Linked DNA regions of Macaca mulatta: region 2 is linked to region 1. A link is a contact called in public Hi-C data. All regions are on one chromosome and are shown on one strand. Each heading gives the region's core, a stretch centred on a gene start, on an enhancer-like site or on the middle of the called end of the contact. The rest is flanking DNA. Distances are from core to core; before and after follow the strand shown.

The links. A called contact is a pair of places that touch in the nucleus more often than the background predicts.
Region 2: a contact with region 1 is called in a Hi-C map of fetal cortex germinal zone, with 2.9 times the contacts expected there. The contact joins the promoter of LOC144334642 here to the promoter of TLN1 in region 1. A contact is called at or near these places in 2 of 14 Hi-C or Micro-C datasets (CD4 T cells and fetal cortex germinal zone).

What each region holds. Positions count from the first base shown.
Region 1 is chr15:63,963,351-63,966,929 of T2T-MMU8v2.0, reverse strand. It overlaps TLN1 (talin 1), which reads right to left and starts at 2,001. Exons shown (of 58, transcript XM_077965731.1): 1 at 1,873-2,001. It overlaps CREB3 (cAMP responsive element binding protein 3), which reads left to right and starts at 2,199. Exons shown (of 9, transcript NM_001265647.1): 1 at 2,199-2,707; 2 at 2,801-2,951; 3 at 3,023-3,090; 4 at 3,205-3,294. The coding sequence starts at 2,579.
Region 2 is chr15:64,052,010-64,055,588 of T2T-MMU8v2.0, reverse strand. It overlaps LOC144334642, which reads left to right and starts at 2,000. Exons shown (of 3, transcript XM_077965954.1): 1 at 2,000-2,397. The coding sequence starts at 2,071.

The DNA of each region.
Region 1 (3,579 bases), core at 752-3,251:
GTGGGAAAGTGAAGGGACATTGTCAATGTCTAAGTAAACTGGAGCTGGGATGGGGGATGGGGGATAGGGTATAGCCAGTGGCTGGGTCAGGCTGAGTAGAGGACAGTGCTGTGGTCAGTGGCAGGGTCAGGCTGGGAGTGAAATGGGGGTGTGGTCAGTGGCCTGGCTGGGCGTGGGATCAGCAAGACCCAGTTTCCTCTTTGGGTCTCGTTTCCTCTTTTCTGTTGGGGAGTGGGGGAAGGGGATCTACAAATGGTCCAAGAAATTAAAAGAGGCTTAGATCTAGGGGGTGGCACACAGCAGGGGCTGGGAGTAGGGTATTCAGCTGATGACCAGGTGGAATGTAGGTACATGACTGGGTGAAAATGGTAGGAGAGTAATTTAAAATGATGGGAAAGCTCAGGTTATGATGAGGCTAAATTCAGGTAGGATGTGCGGATTAAGGGTTGGTGAGGGAGGTAGAACTGAGGATGGGAACGGATGATAAGATGAGCATGGGACAGTTAAAGGCAAGGGAAGTATTTTGTAAGGGGATAGTCAGGATGGATGTGAAATGCAGAGTCAGGGATGAGAGTTGGAGAGGAGGCCTTAATACCTAGAGAACAAGTGAAGTGGGAGACAGCAAAGCTAAACTTTCAGGGGATTCAGTTATTTCCTTCTCCCGTGGCAACAGTGATTCCTTGGTCAGCTTCCCCCATAGTCAACAGCTCCTTCTTCCCTAGGCAGTCTCCAACTTGTGACTAGGCCTTGTACATCCTGGGTCCCTATTTCCCACCTATGTTGTATGTAAACAACATAGTCCAGAATCTCTGTCCCCTAACTGTGGTGGCCACAGCAAGGGCCTTAGGCTTAGAGAATGGAATAAAGATGCTGGAATCCCAGATGCCTGCAATAAGCCAGAACACTAGCCTGAAATTAGTTTGTTATCTCTCTGGGTGAAAAGAAGCCCCTGTAACTACACAGGAATAAAGGACTTCCCTACAAAAGAAGGGCATTTACCTACTGCCAACCTCTTAAATTTCATCTGCTCAAGGCCAACTATGCTAGCCTCAATTACAACCCCTAAAGTTGCCCCAAATTCCTAACATTAACCCCACCTCTAATTTGTTTCCTGATTCCCACTACCGGCTTGGACATTCATCCCTTTCCCAGCAGAGACTCATATCCAATCCCTGATCCCTGATACTGATCTAAGTTTTACCTTTAGCACCAAATCGCCTGATGTTAACCCTAAATGTTGACCCCTAAGCCTAAAGTTCATTTGTAACTTGATTCCTAACTCACGCTTTCACTGTTTATCCTTAATACCGACCATGTCAACATTCTTTAATCCCTCAAACAGGCTCTAACCTGATTCCTGTTGTTGACCCTTAACCCGACCCTGAACTCAAATTATGACGTATGATGGCCATCCCAGCAAACAAAATAATGACCTTAATCTAAACCTTACCTACCTAAAACGGACCTGACTCACACTACTAACTCTTAAGTTTTAACCCCAGCTTTTAACTCCTATAGCGACCCTTGATTCCTAAACGGACCCCACCTAATCCCCAACTCACCCAAAGCTTTCCTACCCACATGGCCGCTATCAGCTAACACCAAAGCCCGTCCCCGTCCTGCGCCCCGCTGCTACCCGACTCCTCACGCTCCCCAAAGCCTATCCCAGGCAGAGGACTGCCCCCAGGAGAGGCCTGTCTCCCCTAAGACGGCCTACTTCACGATGAGCCCAAGTTGAGATGCGCTGGACGCTGACCTCTCCAACTAACAGGACCCGAACCGGACACGCAGGAGAGGCAGGGCCCCGCCCGCCCCCGGGGCCAGGCTCCGCGGCCCCACCCTAAGGCCCCCGCCCGGCCCGGTCTGGCCTACCTGCGCTGCCCGGCTCTGCGCCCCGCCTGCCGGCCCGCCGGCCCGCTGCCCTGCCGCTTCTCGGGTCGCCCTCGGGCTCCGGCCTCGCCCTCCCTTCGACACTCTCTCGGCCACTTCCGTCCTGGGAACGTCCCCCACCCGCGGGCGGCGCCCTGGGGCAGCGCTCTATGGTCGCGGGGGGCAGGCAGGAAGCTGCTCTGGCCGCGTTCTCGATGCTCGGGGGCCGCCAAAGGCCGGCAGCCCCTCCCTGGCAGGAAGCGAGGGTGCGGCGCAATCCGGAGAGAACGCCAAGACGACGCCCGAGTTCCCTTTCAGGCCAGAACTCTTCCTTTTTCTAGCTTGGGGGAGAAGGCGGAGCCGGAGCCCCGGAACCCCCGCCCTCGGGGTGCGAGGCGGCAGCAGGGCCGTCCCCTACATTTGCATAGCCCCTGGGACGTGGCGCGGCACCCAGGCCTCTTCTCAGTTGGAGGGAACTCCAAGTCCCACAGTGCCACGGGGTGGGGTGCGTCACTTTCGCTGCGTTGGAGGCTGAGGAGAATTGAGCCTGGGAGGCGGGTCCGGAGAGGGCTACGGAAAGCCCCCGGCCGGGAAGCCCGGCCGTAGAGGGACAGTGGATAGGTGCCCGAGGCCTACAGCTGGCCTGGGGCTCGTGTCTGGGCTTCGGACGTTGGGGCCCGGTAGCCCACCCTTTCCGTAGTTGTCCCAAATGGAGCTGGAATTGGACGCTGGTGACCAAGACCTACTGGGCTTCCTGCTAGAGGAAAGTGGAGATTTGAGGACGGCGCCCGATGAGTCCGTGAGGGCCCCACTGGACTGGGAGCTGCCGCTTTCTGAGGTGCGTTGGGGTTCTGACTGGGGAAAGCGTGGGATGTCCATGAGGTCAGGGGATGGTGATAGGTCAAGGCCTGTTCACTGGAACCCTGCGCAGGTACCGAGCGACTGGGAGGTAGATGATTTGCTGAGCTCCCTGCTGAGTCCCCCAGCGTCGTCGTTGAACGTTCTCAGCAACTCCAACCCCTGCCTTGTCCACCATGACCACACCTACTCCCTCCCACGAGAACCTGTCTCTATGGATCTAGGTGAGTCTGAAATAAGTTTGGGGGGAGGACAGGGTTCATGGGCCTGGCTATTCATACGTTCCCTTTTGCAGAGAGTGAGAGCTGTAGAAAAGAGGGGACCCAGATGACTCCACAGCATATGGAGGAGCTGGCAGAGCAGGTACTTGACTTGATTTTCAGGATGATTACTCTCACATTCCTCAGGTGGGGGCAGGATTCCCCATTCCTCTGTGACATCCCCATGCAACTGCCGCCCACTTTCTGGTTACCCTAGGATATTGTTAGGCTGGTACTGACAGATGAGGAGAAGAGTCTATTGGAGAAGGAGGGGCTTATTCTGCCTGAGACACTTCCTCTCACTAAGGTAAGACTCTCGTTAGTTGAGCAAAGGCTGAAAAGGGATTAAAAGTCTCAAGTAGGCCAATTCTGTTAACTTTATATCAATAACTTTAAAAAAGGATTGAGGTGAGAAACTTAGCAGATTTATTGCTAATAGGAAGTTGAGGCAGGTACCCAATATGCTAGATGCAAGGCAGATCCTCATTTTCGTTGGGCTTACACAAATTTTGGTGTTCTGTTAAAAAACAAACAAAAAAAACCCTCAAAATTATCAGTGCAACATTAGTATTGGGCCTTGGAAAGGACTGTG
Region 2 (3,579 bases), core at 751-3,250, 89 kb before region 1:
TGGTCTGTATTATGCATTGTATGCCTATATCAAAATATCTCGCCGGGCGCGGTGGCTCAAGCCTGTAATCCCAGCACTTTGGGAGGCCGAGACGGGCGGATCACAAGGTCAGGAGATCGAGACCATCCTGGCTAACACGGCGAAACCCCGTCTCTACTAAAAACACAAAAAATTAGCCGGGCGAGGTGGCGGCGCCTGTGGTCCCAGCTACTCCGGAGGCTGAGGCAGGAGAATGGCGGGAACCCGGGAGGCGGAGCTTGCAGTGAACTGAGATCTGGCCACTGCACTCCAGCCTGGGCGACAGAGCGAGACTCCGTCTCAAAAAAAAAAAAAAAAAAAAAAAAAAATCTCATGTACTCTATAAATACATACAGCTACTGGCCGGGCGCGGTGGCTCAAGCCTGTAATCCCAGCACTTTGGGAGGCCGAGACCATCCTGGCTAACACGGTGAAACCCCGTCTCTACTAAAAAATACAAAAAACTAGCCGGGCGAGGTGGCGGGTGCCTGTAGTCCCAGCTACTCGGGAGGCTGAGACAGGAGAATGGCGTGAACCTGGGAGGCGGAGCTTGCAGTGAGCGGAGATCTGGCCACAGCACTCCAGCCTGGGTGACAGAGCAAGACTCCGTCTCAAAAAAAAAAAAAAAAATACATACACCTACTATGTATCCATAAAAATTAAGAATTAAAGAAGACTTGGTCTTTCTCCACATCCCAGCTCTGTTTCCCTCCTTGTAATAAAACCAAGCTGGAAGTTTAAACCCATCTTTGAGAGACCGCAGAGCAGAGCCAAAGATGGAGGGGCCCTGGCCGGCTGGCTTCCAAAGACCCTCCCCACCTAGAAGTAAATTCTTAACTTCCTGGCCGGGCGGGTGGGAGCGGTGCCTCATGCCTGTAATCCCAGCACTCTGGGAGGGCTAGGTGCGCGGATCACCTGAGGTCAGGAGTTCACCAGCCTGGCCAACATGGCTAAACCCCGTCTCTACTAAAAATACAAAAATAATTAGCCGGGCGTGTTGGTGGGCGCCTGTATTCCCAGCTACTCAGGAGGCTGAGGCAGGACAATCGCTAGAACCTAGGAGGCGGAGATTGCAGTGAGCAGAGATCCTGCCATTGCACTCCAGCCTGGGCGACAAGAGCAAGACTTCGTTTCAAAAAAAAAAAGGAAAAAGAAAAAAAGAACTTCCTGCTGTTGAACCTTTGACTGTCCCGGAGACCCTTCCTCTTCCGTTTTCAGTGTGTCCCTATCCTCCTAGCTGGGCTTTAAGAAAGAGTGGGGGCAGCTGGGGCCCTAGGGGCTCCCCATGAGGGTCTGTCCCTGGGAATGGGGCGCTGGGGGACAGGCACTCCTTCTGGCTGGAATGCTACACCAGTGAGGGAAAGGAGTCCACTAGGGAAGTACCTGGCCAAGGAGACGGAGAGAGAAATCACAGGTATTTGTGAGTTGATCAACTAGAGGGTGTGGCGAGGGGGGCCCTCGGAAGGTGTCTTAAATTCCAGGTTCAGGAATCAATAGAGAAGCTGCCCAGTCCAAGTGTTCAGGGCTGAGGGCCTCGGTGATGGAGATGAGGTAAGAAGGTAAGAAAACGGACGGTACAGGAGAGAGAAGACAGTGGACCCGGGCTAAGGGACGGAAAACAAAAAGTTCAAATCGTACCCCGCTACAATCACACATGAAAAATAAAATGGGCCGGGCGCGGTGGCTCAAGCCTGTAATCCCAGCACTTTGGGAGGCCGAGACGGGCGGATCACAAGGTCAGGAGATCAAGACCATCCTGGCTAACACGGTAAAACCCCGTCTCTACTAAAAATACCAAAAAAAAAAAAATTAGCCGGGAGTGGTAGCGGGCGCCTGTAGTCCCAGCCACTCGGGAGGCTGAGGCAGGAGAATGGCGTGAACCCGGGAGGCGGAGCTTGTAGTGAGCCGAGATCGCGCCACTGCACTCCAGCCTGGGTGACAGAGCAAGACTCCGTCTCAAAAAAAAATAAAAAATAAAAAATAAAAATAAAATAAAATAAAACAAAATGTTTTACAGAAACTCAGTTTACAGACGACTGCTTGGGAGCAGTCATGTCACCTAGTCCAGAGGGAGTCGGTCAGCTGCGTTCCGCGAACTTGGGAGGCGACTGCGGGGGGAGCCGCGGGGTCCTCACTGCGCGCCGTCAGGGACCAGACGCTGGGGCGGCCCCGAAGCGTCAGGACTACAACTCCCAGGATGCCGCGGGCCAGGCTGCATCCCGCCTGCGCAGATGTGGTTGGCAACTCCGCCCCTTACCAGGCGGCGGCGCTGCGGGCTCAGTCCTAAGCGGGCGGAGGCAGCGAGCCGGGTGGGTCTGGGCCGGCTTCGGCGATATCTGTGGGCTGGGTTGGGGGCGTTTGAGCCCTTGGCTTGTCCGGGTGGGTAGCCGGGACCCCAACCCCCGCCTCCTCCAGAGTAAAGCTCTCACGTCCACCTGGCGCGACGCTGAGCCATCTTCAGAAGCACCGCAGCCCTCAGAACCCCACATCACGCTGCCGGTGGTTCCCCGCATCCGGTGTCCGCCCCCGAAGCCTCCCTCCTTCCCCCGCAGGCCCAGCTATCTGCCCTTAACCGCGACCTGGGCCTCTCTTGGGGAGGCCCAGGATGGGGTCCTCAGAGGTCCGGGGACCCAGGGGCATTTGTGGCGTGTGTAGGGGCGTGGGCTTTAGGGAAGGGTGTTCCCCTTCAAATTGGGATCACCAGGACGGAATCAGGCGCACGGCTTCCTCCTCTGTGGCTTCCTGTGGCACTCCAAGTGGGAAGAAGAGAAGCTTGGAAGTGAAAGCCTCAGCTTCTCCTTTCTTCAGCCCCTCAAGCCTCAGAAAGATCTGTCAAGCGCGTCCGGCCTCTACAGAGGCCCTGGGGAGATGGCCTAGACCTTGAAATAGCCTAGAAAAGGTTTAACAGGTTGGAGCTTTTGCTAGAGAGATGGATCACAGATGGGCTTAAGGGGTGGAGGGTGTGTGTGTGTGTGTGTGTGTGTGTGTGTGTGTGTGTGAGAGAGAGAGAGAGAGAGAGAGAGATTGCCAGGTGAGGAAGGTGAAGAGCTGAAACCAACTTGGAGCTATGCTGTATTATTATAATGAGGATTTGGGTTGGCAGATGTTACAGGCTCTAACCAGAAAGCTGGAAGATGTGATAGGTGGGGCTTTTTTTTAAAACCCTAAACATCTCTTTGTAATCCATCCCTCTTCTGCATCCCCACCGCCACTGCCACTATCCCCTCTCGCTTAAATCTTGCAACAGCCTCTGAAAGATGCTGCCTGACTCCAGACTGCTGACCACTAGCTCAGCACAGCAACCACTGCAGTTAGAGCCTTTAGCTCACTGTGTTCATCCCTCGCTTAAAACCTTCAGTGACTCCCTTTCACCTCCCCTGCAGGATAAAGCCCAAGCTCCTTGGCATGACTTACGGGCGCAGTGTGGTCTGGCTCTGTCTGCTCCTCCAGCCTCATCTTACCATTGCCCCCATCTCACTCTACCCTCCGGCTGTGCCTAATGCACTTCTGCCAGGTCCTCTGAATAAGCCTCTCCTTTGCCTGTGGTTCCCTCTGCCTTGA